Regions from separate parts of the Mus musculus genome. Here region 2 is linked to region 1. The links are chromatin contacts, called in public Hi-C maps. All regions are on one chromosome and are shown on one strand. The core of a region is the stretch at or near the end of the contact, and the rest is flanking DNA. Distances in the headings are between cores, read along the strand shown.

The links. Hi-C and Micro-C count contacts between places; a contact is called where the count stands out from the background.
Region 2: a Hi-C map of neural progenitor cells shows a contact between it and region 1, with 3 times the contacts expected there. The contact joins two enhancer-like sites. A contact is called at or near these places in 5 of 484 Hi-C or Micro-C datasets (bone marrow-derived macrophages, myocytes, nephron progenitors and 2 more).

Annotation. Positions count from the first base shown.
Region 1 is chr10:26,708,429-26,714,957 of GRCm38.p6, forward strand. All of the region lies in intron 1 of Gm48893 (a long non-coding RNA gene), which reads left to right. Among named protein-coding and RNA genes, the nearest start is that of Gm48893, 16 kb to the left of the region's middle. Within about 2 kb of position 2,838, at least 11 of the 459 cell types and tissues checked have an H3K27ac peak or open chromatin away from gene starts, as enhancers often do. A contact at or near this core is called in neural progenitor cells, where this site is marked.
Region 2 is chr10:26,842,640-26,849,168 of GRCm38.p6, forward strand. It overlaps Arhgap18 (Rho GTPase activating protein 18), which reads left to right. Exons shown (of 15, transcript NM_176837.2): 2 at 3,293-3,489. Among named protein-coding and RNA genes, the nearest start is that of Arhgap18, 73 kb to the left of the region's middle. Within about 2 kb of position 2,537, at least 3 of the 459 cell types and tissues checked have an H3K27ac peak or open chromatin away from gene starts, as enhancers often do. A contact at or near this core is called in neural progenitor cells, where this site is marked.

The sequences.
Region 1 (6,529 bases), core at 1,588-4,087:
AATAAGGTCTAGGTGGGTCATTGGGGATGGCTGGTAAAGGTACAGCCACAACTTGTGTCTTCCTGCCTGTTGCTATGTGAACAGCCACTACCTCATTCTCCTTCCTCTACAGAAAAAGCCACTCTACAATGTTCCCTGCTGTGATAGACTAAAACTGTGAGCCAAAGTAAATATGTCCTCACTTAAGTCACCTCTAGGAGGTATTTTATCATGGGAACCCATTTTTAAAAATAAACAACCTCAAAACAACCTTACAGCAAATGGCCTCATAATCACAAAGAATTACCTAGATTTTCCAGTATGAAGACCTAGAACAAGAGTATATTTTTGAACTAGACAGTGGACCTTCACAAGGCATCTAGCCTGTCTCCCTGTGTGGGACTGTGAAAGGCAGCCTGTTTTGGTTAAGCGAAGCTTGCTCCACAGAACCAGTAGAAAACTACAAGGGACAACACACTGCCTTTCATGGTCCCATATCCCTGATCTTGTTAAACAATGAGTCTTATTTCTAATCCACCTAGTTTATAATTATAATAGGCAGTTCAAACAAATTAAAGCAAATGCTTAGCAAATGTCTCTATTTCCCATTCACATTATAGAGTAAAAACAGAAGGCTTACATCTTAGACTATCCGATACAGTCACTGCCACTTGCATCTAAGAAACGCAGAGATGAGTACAGTTAAACAGCTTGCTCTAGAAGACACATTGTTTTCCTTCCATGTGGGATCCCATTTTAATGGCTTGTAAGAAGAGCTGCAGCTTCTCCTCATTGTTGTAACGTTCCTGAAGTTTTGTCTACATGGGGACAGTTTTTGTGTGCATGCTAGACCAGAGTTCTACAAAGCTGCATTGCTGGAACTAAAACCTGTTCCTTGCCTTGCCCCGGAACACTAGCTCTGTAAATTCCTCCTCTAAGACTTTAGTAATATGTAGAAGTTCTACTATGTATCCTATATAGACAGCAACATTGTGCTATGTCCAGACTGGGCTACATTGTGTTGTGTGTTGACAGCTACATTGTATTGTGTGTAGATAGCTACATTGTGTCACACTTAGACAGCTATGTTATGTCATGTGTAGGTGGCTACATTGTATCATATGTAGATATCTATATTGCATTGTGCATTCAGGTAGCCAATAAGATGCAGGAGGAGGCCATGCTCTCTTGCCTTTCAGACTGTGATTAGAATAACAGTAAGTGCAAGCATGGTAGGGAGTAGACGGCAAGGATAAAGGAAATGATTATTTTTAAAACCAAAGACTTGAAGATTTTTCAAACAGGCGACAGTTGATCTGGTATGGCAATGTGTTCCTGTATTTCAACTACTCAGGAAGGCAAGGCAGGAGGATCTCAAATCTTAGGTGAGTCTAGGTTGCATGATGAGATCCTGTCTCAAAAAAAAAAAATCAAAGTTCTTAGAATAATATGGCAGAACACACTAACACATTTTTCTAGTTATTTGTGAATAAGCAACTCAATCTCTATACTGTAGCAGACTTTTATGGAATTTAGATTTTGGTAAATATTGGTTCTGGGACAGTATTAGTACATGTACCAAGTAAATGACATTTTATTGTTTGACTTAAGCTTATAGCTAATACTTAGGATGTTCTATATATGGTAGCTGAGATACTGTGCATGGTAGGTGAGGTATATGCGTCAATACACTCATAAGATAAAGCAATGCTGGTTAATAAGCCTATTGGAGAGATATTAAAATGTCTTCATAGAATTTTACGTATAAAGCCTGAAGTCACTGAGCCAGTAAGTGTGAAGAATGATGGGCTGAGTCCACACTGCTTAAATGCCCACTGCTCTTGCCCGTGACACTGTACTGCTCTATTAACCCAGGGGAAGAGCTATAAGCAAGCAATGCTGCAAGCGTTAGTTAACAGCCCGTGTTTAAGTTGTCCAGGAGGGTCACAATACTTCTGTGTTAGAGGTGGCTGTTGCTCAATAATGCCATCATTGATCATGAGCTCTGTTAAGGACTTAGTATTCTCTCAAAAGCGTTTCCCATGACCACTGTCAGAGATAGCTATGATGTATAGCTGACCGATATTATACCTACTTTATAGATGATGAACTGCAGTTGAATGAAGTATATACATTCCCAAAATTCTCAGTTATTGGTCTGTCTAACCAAAAGTATATTACTACTTGTGTGTGTGTGTGTGTGTGCGTGTACCTGTGTGAGTGCATGTGCACGCGTGTGTCTGTGGAGGTGGGGGTATGTACACGTGTATATCTGGGTACATATACAGAAGCCACAGAAAGATATCAGATGCTATGCTACTTTAGATTAAGTCTTACATCTCCTGCCCTGTATTATTCCCTGAGACAGTGTCCCACACTGCTAGGCCATCAGACCAGAAGCCCTAGCCAGCCTCCTGTCTCTGGCATCCATATCGATTGGATTCCAGGCATGCACCACCATGCCTGGCTTTCTCATAGGTGCTGGGACCTCAGTTCAGGTCTTTATTCTTGCACAGCAAGTTTCTTTATCCACTGAGCCAATTCTCTGGGCCCCCATTACTTAATTTTTTAAGTGAATATTTCATGTTCCTCGGTTTTGTTCTGCTGAAATCCTTCATTGGTAATGATGAGCAGTAGACATCAATAGAAAAAACAAGACTGTCCCTCCATGTCCCAGAACAAAGTCAAGTACCTGATCTATTAGTAATTATCTGAGTATCACTGCCAGAAAGCAGCGACTTCACTTCATGGGAAAGAACAAAGGCAGAGCATTGAATTAGGTTTGTTCTTTGTGAAATCAGGCTTCCATTTTCCTAGCCAGGCTTCCACAGGAAAACTTAGTGAAATATTCTCCCAATGGCCACAAGATGGCGGTGAGAACAAAAGAGACAGTGAAATTTATAAACCACATGCAACCCTCCTTTCAAACAGTTGTAGAATTTATTTTCTATGTGTCTCGTTGAATTCAGACTAATAACCAATGTCAGAAATATCTGACCTTCTATTTCTCCAATATGAAACTGTGTTTTATTTCCAATTTGGAATGGAACTTTGATAAATTTGAGAAAATAGCCAATTCTTTCTTTCTCTTTCTTTCTTTCTTTCTTTTTTTTTTTCTTTTTTTCTTTTTTCTGAAGATTAGCCAAAAAAAGAGAGCTCCTGGCATCATGCCTATTCAATAACTTTGGCCATCGCTGTAGCAAAATTATAGTAAATTGAATGTACGAAAAAAATAAGAGTCCTGTGAGCTCTACAAAATGAATTTCTATGCTATTTTGGATGACAATATATTTATTATCAGTAATATAGACTTCTGACATTACACAAAAAGTAGAGTCAAAATTCTCCCAAACTTCATGTTCAGAGATGAAACCAAAAACATAGGAGACTTTGTTTCTAGGCTGTGAAACTGGCCGATTGTGGTAATTTATTCTTATATCAACTATTACATATAATTTTAATTTTAAACATTCTCTTATTTATTATATATGTTATCATTTATGTGTGGGATCAGAGGCATGCAAGTGTCAGGGCACAAGTGTAAACCTCAGAGGACAACTTGAAGTTGGTTCTCTTTATCTAACACATAGAAGCTGGGAATCAAACTCAGGCCTTCAGGCGTGGTGGCAAACCCCTCTCCTCTCTGAACCACCTTGTTGTCATATAATTTTAATTTCTTCACTCTATCATCCCTGCCTCTTTTGAGACTTAGACTCTAGGGAAACAAGTGGAGTGAAAAGGTAAAAAGTAGAAAACAAAAAGCTAAAGGCTAAGGAAAACTATTGTGTAGCTGAGTTAAAGACTGAGTGTTTCTGTTAGATGCCTTAATTTGACCAGACCCATATAATTTTGCTTCATATACCGTATATCTCATATACCATAGAAAGAATGGCCATCAAGGTTAGAAGGATCGGTCTGAGCTCTGTCCTTTAATAAAATTAAGAGCTTTCTAGTGTAGAAGAACGATGGCGTCAGGAAGGGACTATGGGAAGAGTTGTCTTTCAGAATCACAGCTGCAGGGTGAAGCCATGAAACTCAAAGTAAGGGTGAGCCAATGGTTTCAAAGCAAGTCTGCGACTTGACCTATCACATGCTAACTGTGACTACTATTTGATGCTGTTTGGCTTCTCTCACTTAACTCCCCTCTCAGTTCTATGATGAAGGGGGCTTGAATATCTAATCTATCATCCATCTATCTATCCATCCATTCATCTGTCTATCATCTATCTATCTACTGATGGCCTAAGGACATCCTGCAGTCAGCCCACGTTCAGGTGGTTGCCAAGTGATGGCGCCAGCTCTAATTTCTTAAGGCCTGAGACATGGGAGCACATCCGTGCCATCTTGTAGAGACAAGTGATAATCACACATTCGAATTAGCATATTCTTCAGCTGTTGTCTCACCTCTCTGGTCCTTTGTCTTTCCCTCCATACCCCATTGACCCTAGAAAAAGAGATCACTTCAAAAATGTTGAAGCATCTCTGGGGCCCCCTGACCAACAATGAGACAAAGGATTTTTTTTTTTTTTTTTTTTTGTAACTTATGGCCCTTGAGGAGGGAGGGCCAGTTTTCTTCAGCACTGTGGTCCATGGTAGGTTGTCTGTTCTCCAGTGTATGCAACTCCCCATCCATGAGCAGCACTGACTAGACCCAGATGAAGAGAGAGGGAAGGGAGAAGACAGCATCAAGTTGGGAGAGTGATGGCAAAGATTCTTCAAGGAATTGGAAGGGAGAGGGCAGAGGGGGTAGATATGATCTAAGTACATCTGATAGTGTGTGAAATTATCAAAGAATTTTAAAAAATCAATGTAAATGAAAAATAAAAGAAGCAGTTTGAACTTTTCTTCTACAGATAAGAAATTGTTGGAACCCAAGTACTAATGTTTGTCAAGAAGACTTTTCAAAAAATTAAATTTGCTTTATCTCTTACTTTATGGATATTTTGCTTGCACGTATGTTGGTCTATCACTTGTGTGTGTGGTACCCATAAAGACCAAAAGAGACTGGAGTTTCAGATGGCTCTAAGCTACCATGTAGGTGTTGGGGATTAGACCTGGATCCCCTGGAAGAGAAACCAGAGTTCTTCACTGCTGCCCCATCTCTCCAGCCCCTAAAGTCAGTTTTTCAGGTGTTTAAGGTCAAGCAGTTTATCTTCCATCTCCAAAACTGTACACCATTGATTGTAATGATATGATCCTTTGTTCATTATTCTGATTCTCAGTGGGGAACAAATATTACACAAAACAAATTCAAGGAGGGAAATGCCTTATTCAAGTCTCCAGCTAGAACATTGCACGATAACAGACATTCCTAGCTCCCTGTCAACTTTGTCTAAGGAAGTTCTTCAGATACCATTACAGTAACTTAAGGGCAAAGTGGGCAAAGGATTGAAACCTTTGACTTTGGCACAAGCATAGGACTAGACTTGAGAGGGCAAGGGACGCATTCCCTGAACCTATGCTTCTTGAAGGTGAAATCAGGCAACTCCCTGATTGCACAGTCTCAGAAAGTGATTCTTTCCAATGTCAGGGAGGAGCCTGATGAACTTCAGAATCTAACCTTCTAGGCTTCTTAGGCCCCACACCTGAGCACAGTAACCAAAAGGAGAACAAAGATTTTTAATCAAAGCTAAAAAATTATATGAAGATCATTCTATAATTAATAACTCAAAAGTTCTTAGAGATACTCAGATAAAAGCTCAAAACGAAAGATGATCGTGGCTTAGAAAACTGCATGAGTAATTAATTGCAGGTGACTAATGCTCTTTTGTCTGCTGCCCCTCCCCCTCAGGAGCACAGAATTAGGGCTTTCTGCACACGAAAGAAGGAAGGGGGGAAGGGAAGAAAGAAAAGGAAGAGAGAAGGGGATGAAAGAAGGAAAGACAGACAGACAGAAAGAGCAAGCAAGCAATCAACAGCTAAGAGTTCTGATATGATTCAGTAGACAGTTTTCTTTTTGTCTTAAGTCAGTTCTTTTGAGTAAATTTATTTGTATGTGTGTGTGGTTACATGCATGTCTATGCTCCATGTGGAAGGTCAAAGGACAAGTTTTGAGAATCAATCCTCTTTTTTCCCCCAGCACATGGATCCTAGGTTTGCAATCCAGGTGGTCAGACTTGATGCCACTGTTAAGAATACTGTCACACTGTATCACTTTCTTTTTATAGTCACTGATTGGCAGAAAAGAAAAACAGAAGGTAGATAATTACATCCTGCCAATCAAATGAGCTGATATTGTCCCCCATTTATTTTCTTTTTTACCTTCTACTTCTGACCTGAGTTATAAGATCAGTTTTATACACTGTAAAATTTACAACATCTGACTGATCTATTACTTTCAAGAGAAAAGATGTATAGAATTAACTGTATTTTTCCCTAAAAAAAAAAAATTGCATTTTGGGATGATCTGATTATATATACTTTCACATTAATGCTAAAGATAGGAATCATGGTTATAGCAATTAGTGATCCAGTTGGAATGTAGTGTGCGTTTGTTGGGGAGCTGGAAATAAAGCCAATGTATTAAGACAGCTAAGAAGGGCCAGTGAGA
Region 2 (6,529 bases), core at 1,287-3,786, 130 kb after region 1:
TCTCTGTGTAGCCCTGGCTGTCTTGGAACTCACTTTGTAGATCAGACTGGCCTCAAACTCAGAAATCCGCCTGCCTCTGCCTCCCGAGTGCTGGAATTAAAGGAGTACGCCACCACGCCCAGCCAAAACATTACATTCTTAGCAAATGAATAGTGCTTAATTTTTTCAGCTTCAATATCTAATGCTGTAATATTAATTATATATTATGTATTAATAATAATAGATAAAAAATTCACAAGGAAATGCTTTTAGCACCATTTGCTGGCTGAGATCGTGTGAAAATAAAATCTCCTCCTGCTCAACTTTATTACACCTAGCAGATGGTGCTTTATTGTTTTAAACTCATTTTGGAATAAGCATTAATATAAAAGACCTAGTCCTTAAAACAAAAAAGAGAAAATACGGTAATTGACCATTTACTAGGATAGTTTTAAGAAGGTTCCTAACTTTTAGCTCTTGTCTGTCCATAGGATAAAAGTTAAGTATGTTTTCAAAAGAAAAAAAGGGATACAATATGTGAACTGGCCACACCTGGAAGCAAGTTTGTATTAAGAGAAAAAATTAAAAATTAGATTGACAGAACCTAGCAAAGGATGGGAAATTATGAACACTTGCTGAATCCCATTATTTATTATCCTAATACTTAAAATGGAAAATGTAGTTCAAGAATATTTACCAGTAATGCAAAAGGAAATTAAAAAAAAATAAAAACAAAAAGGGTTCATGATTTCGTGATTTTTTTTTTCAATTAAGCACCTAAATCTAACCAAGTCCCAGTACTGAGTCATTTCTTCAGCACTGAGGTATAAGATTGATGCTCTGTGAATGTTTTCACAGCAGGGCTTGACAGCGAAGCTAGGTAACAAAGCTGTAATTCAGTGCCCTGGAATTTTTCTGCACATGCTATCTTAATGGAAATTTACCAGAAATTTCTTGCCAGAATAAACACATTTCCTTCAGGAATGAAAGGCTTGGTTTTCGTCTATTCAGCCGCACCTCTTTCCTGTGAGCAGATAAACCAAATTATTTGGTATTAGTTATTATACTTCTCCCAGTTCACGGGACTCATCTTAGTCTCTAACAGGGACCAGAAGAGCTAGAAGTATGGAATAAGAAGATGGCAGTCAATTTTATACTCCAGTGAGAGAGAAAACAAAAGGAAAGACATGAGGATCGCACAGTTAACATGAAATAATACAACAGCAAAAAGTGAATGGGGACATCTGTGAATCGGCTTTAGGTATTCTGACAGGTGTCCTGATTAAGGATGTGAACCACACACAGGTGAATGGGGCTGCTGATTCTGGACGTGTAAACATTGTATGAGACAGGGTGACTTTTTATGAATGATTTTCAACCAAGACTGAAGACTCTATACTGACAGTCCTGACTATACAGTGATAAGTGGCATTAGGCGCCCAGCTCGGGAGCAACATTCCTTTGACATACCCTGGATGAGTGGGCTAGGAGGGAGGATAGATATCGCCTTTGAGTTAAGGATGGAGGAGGCCCACAGTGGACAATGGAGACTGGATGAAAGAGATTCCCAGACTTCCCTCCATTTCTTCATTAACCCTGTCCCTGAGATCCACTTCAAGGTTACTGTCAGGGAAAGAGGTAATATTTATGGGGTGGGTGTCTCACTCCATAGCCCAGGGTGACCTGACATTTGAAATGGTGCTGGGTTAGTTGACTGAGTGTTGAGGTTGCTAGGGTGGGGTGCCATACCCTACTCCGAGGTAAGACTGCAAAGATCTTTCCTTTCATTCTCACGAGCAGCAATATGAAATACTTAAGATCCACAGCGCCAGCCTTAGCAAGTAAACCTTGCCTACCAGCGCATCGCAGCTCTGTCTCCAGTTATGGCCCATTTCTTTGGAAGTTTTTCTTGACATGTTTTTCATTTTAACAAACTATTTGGCATTCAACTGGATAAATTTGTCTGAGTCTAAGGACCTGCTCCCTCACACGGCATTTAGAGCCTACTCTTTAAATAATAATTGGAAGGAGCAGTTTAGATGCGAGGATATCATTCATGGATTAATAATAAATTTTATCTTATTGTGTTTCTCTTTTTTGTCAATATGTACAGGAAATAAAACCAGTCTAGCAATTATTGCTTCTTAGCTATCCTTGGGAGATAAAATACACTTTGAAATTAGAATAATAAAACACTTTCCACCAACTATTATCCCACTCAAACAATATTTTTTAAATAAAAAAATCATTTTATGTAAAGAAAAAAACACCAGAGATGAAAGTGCTGTTTCTTTGAAGTGCTTACGTGCCGTTTTCTTTCTATCTGTAAATAATAAGAAATAAAAATTACTTTCTATTCTGTATTGGTTTTTATTGTAGATTCTCATAATTCAATGTTAGAAGTAGGTTGTATTAAGTCTAAGGAAAAGTAGTTTAGTTGGTGTCATAAAGATCTCATTCAAGAGCTGCTGAGACAGACAGCAGGTTCTCTGCCAAGACATCACTTGCTGCCAAGTCCGGTGACTATAGTTCAACGCCAGGGACCTACACAATAGCATGAGAGAACTGAGTCTACTGAGATGTGCCTTGACTTCCACACATACTCCATGATTTGTGTGCCCTCTCCTACCCACAGTAAATATGTGAAGTGAAAGTAAATCTCATTCAATTTATTCTTTACATAAATAACAGGAAATGTATGAGGCAATTTCAAGTTATCCAGAATTTCCAGTAAATGTGTATTTAGACAAATTATTCATATGTACAAGTTATGAGTGCATTTATAAGTTTTTAAAGTCCTTCCTTCAGTAGACTGTAAAGGAAATTTCATAAATTAACTTCTGTATATTTCACTTTGGAAAATAAGATAGAAATAGCAATAGCACCTTACTCACGGGTGGCAGCAATTGCCTATAAATTGGTTGAGTTTGGTATATAAATATAATTGATAAAAATTATGCACTATATAAAATTTACTCCCCATTTCTTTGTGAATAGCAAATAATCACATCTCACTCTACTGCTTTCCAAACACAATCTTAGAATTTTATTTAAATGTCATATTTAAATGTGCCTAAGAGAAAGGGCATGCTAGTAGTCATGCTTTCTTTCTTGTCATTCTTTTCAGTAAAGCATGCAACTTAAGTGAGTCATTAAGCTGTTTCCCTTGGAGCGTTAGTGACCATAATATCTCACAATTAACAAAACAAGTGTGAACTTAAGGAGCTTCTAGACTCCGCAGCTCTGTGCGATGATGTTTTGGAAATGGTGCCAGTTCATCTGAAATGAACCACATTTTGTTTTGCTTTCACAGTCGCAGATATGGCCAATACACCATAAACCAAGAAGGCTCCACCAAAGTTCCCGAGAGGCCTCCATTTGATCGATCGAGTTCTCAGGATTCCTTGGATGAATCAATGGAAGCCTATTGGACAGAACTAGAAAACATCAAGAGGTCGAATGAAAATCGCCAAGAAGGTCAAGAGGCCATAGTTGTCAAAGAACCTGATGGTAATGTCTATGTGAATAAGATATGTCTTTATCAGTAGAAATGGGTGTCCAGAAAGGAAGGAACAGACCCCAAATAACACTGCTGGTTGCCTTTGAACTTAAAGGTTACTGGATAATAGCAGATAAAAGAGTCCAAATACCAGGTACACGTGTTGTACCTGGTACAAGCATAGCCATTTTATTAGAGATTCAGTGAGTTAGACTTGCAGCTTAAAAATCACCTACACTGGCTTAACTGCTTCCATAATATATTAGCCTCAAGGCTATCTCATCTCCAGGAAGTGTGAATGGGTGATGGTAAGCTTCCAACTTCGCAGTGATTCAGTTTTTCCATTTGTCAAGTAGCTTGATTTGTTATAACTATGTTGTTTGGAAGTCTGTTTTCTTCTATCTCAGAGTGTGTTGCTGTAATCTTTCTCCTTTAAGGGAGAGCCAATACGTTTATTCTACTTTTCCATATATGGTAGTCTTTTCAACATTCGAGGGTGCTCCTTTTGTTTCTAGCCAATCCATTTCTAGATAGGTATGAGCAACCTGTGTGTGTGTGGTTTTCTTGACCTCCGCTAGATCTGGTCCTCTCTTGTTCAGCCCAGTATCCAGACAGTCTGCTTTGCCAATGGAGAGGTTCAGCTTTGGATGATAAAAGACATAAGCATTTTCAGTTCCCTTAGTTCCAATGCTCCCTTAGCTGCTGCTTTCTGGTGGTTAATGCATTGTTTTTCTTACTGTTCCTCCTAACAGTCTTCTATGTGCACTTGATCATTATATTTGGTATTCTAAAGTAAACATGCAACACTTCACTTTTTAATATTTTTCTTAATTTTTGTACTATTTCTTTTAATCTTTTAAATTCATGACAACACCATATTCATGAAGCCCGATTTGTCCTTAACATTGTGGCTTTCTTTCTGGGCTATTCATAAATGTTTATGTACATTTTCGTGTCCCAGTAGTTACATAAATGCCAAAAGGAAAAAAAATAAAGTCATTATCAGTTCTGTGATCCATTAGAATACACACCCTTAACTCTCACCTCAGTGTCTGAGTTAAGTGTCCCTATAAGTAGTATTTTCTTCTTTTCTATGATATTGCTTTAAAAATCTGCCAGTATTGATCTGGAGCCTGGCTTCTGTGCTCTTGTTCAACAGAGTCTCACTATGTAGAACACAATTGTTTTAATTTTTTTAATCCGCCTGCTTCATCTTTCAAAGAGCTGGGATTTTAGGTGTTTGTCACCATACCAGGCTTGGATATTTTTCTCAATTTAATATTTCTCAGACCGATAAAAGAAAACCATATTTTATTAATTTGATGTCTCATCTATTTTCTCCTATACTTTTCTACATACATTATAAGTAAAACTTATCTTATTTGTCATAATTATTATCGTCTTTCAGTCTGTGTTTCAAGACAGAAGTAACTTGCCAGTTGGTCAGTAGGAAACAATATCTTAGGGAAAACCACACTTAAGCTTTGGCTGTTTGATAATTCTCCAAACTTAAGTTGAATTAACAGATGATAAAGACCAATGGACATAACTCTGTATACTCATATTTTTGTTCCTCCTCCTCCTCCTCTTTCTGCTCCTCCTCCTCCTCCTGACGCTGCTGCTTCTTCTTTTCATCTTTCTTCTTCTTCTTCTTCTTCTTCTTCTTCTTCTTCTTCTTCTTCTTCTTCTTCTTCTTCTTCTTCTTCTTCTTCTTCTTCTTCATCGTCTTCATCGTCTTCATCGTCTTCATCGTCTTCTTCGTGTACTTCGTCTTCTTTGTCTTCTTTTCCTTTCCTTCCTCCTCTTCCTCCCCCTCCTCCCCCTCCTTCTTTGAGATGATCTCCTGAACTCACTATATAGCTCAGATTGGCCTCCCACTTATAGAGATATATGTGCCCTTACCTCCTGTGCTGGGATTAAAGGCAGGAACCACAGTGCCCACCTCTTCCTAGATTTTAAATAGTTTGAGTTTTCCTTCTAATTTCAATGTACTAAGTGGGCATAACAATATTGTTTTCCTTGTGCTGACAATGTCAAACTCCTTCCTCACCATCACTCTGGGTTGGCACATCTGGAGTATTGTTTAGCCTGTCTATTCATCAATAATCACAATGCCCAGCTGTTTTCTTTGAGGCCCAGGCTATTGATGCTTGATTTCTACATTCAAGGAGTTACTCAAGTGCAGAAGGACAGACAGCAGTCATGAGTGGCACAGATGAGAACATTTGCAAAATATCATGATATTTGGTCAGGAAGTAGCTCTGATAGCTCTCATTTAGTTCATACGAAAAAAGGCAGAATTATATTTAGTGACAGTTCTGAAATGGGGTATAGACATTTTTGTGTCCTTTGTTACCTGTCCTTTTTTATTTCTTTCTAAACATGGTACTTGAGGTGACTCTATTCTAGTTTTCCATCTGTTTTTCTATAAGCTTCATTAGATCTTAGATAATGTAGAATCACTTGATATACAGGAAATGATTGGTTCCAGGACCTCTAGAGCCTAGAGCATCCAAATCAACAGATAGATACTAAAATGTGTTGTATGAATTTGCATCAACCTATTTATGTACTCCTATATTTTGAAACCATCACATATCATTTAGAGTGTGTGATGCCATGCGCAAACTATTATATAGATAGTTGTGATATTGTGTTTAGGTAGGTCATAAAGGAGTCTGTAACAGGGGGCTCCAAAACTTAGAGTTCTGCCTGAGCTACATAGTGAGACTCTGTCTAGAAAGAAAGAAAGAAAGAAAGAAAGAAAGAAAGAAAGAAAGAGGAAGAGAGAAAGAAAAAGAAAGGAAGGAAGGAAGAGATGAAGAAAGGAAGGAAGGAAGGAAGGAAGGAAGAGAGGAAGGAAGGAAGGAAGGAAGGAAGGAAGGAAGGAAGAAAGAAAGAAAGAAAGAAAGAAAGAAAGAAAGAAAGAAAGAAAAGGGAGGAAGGAAGAAATGGAAAAATAGTTGATACCTATGTTCAGATCAGGCACTACTTTTAGCAGCACATCGAATCTAGGTTACTTGAATCTTCATATGTGGAGACCACAGACAT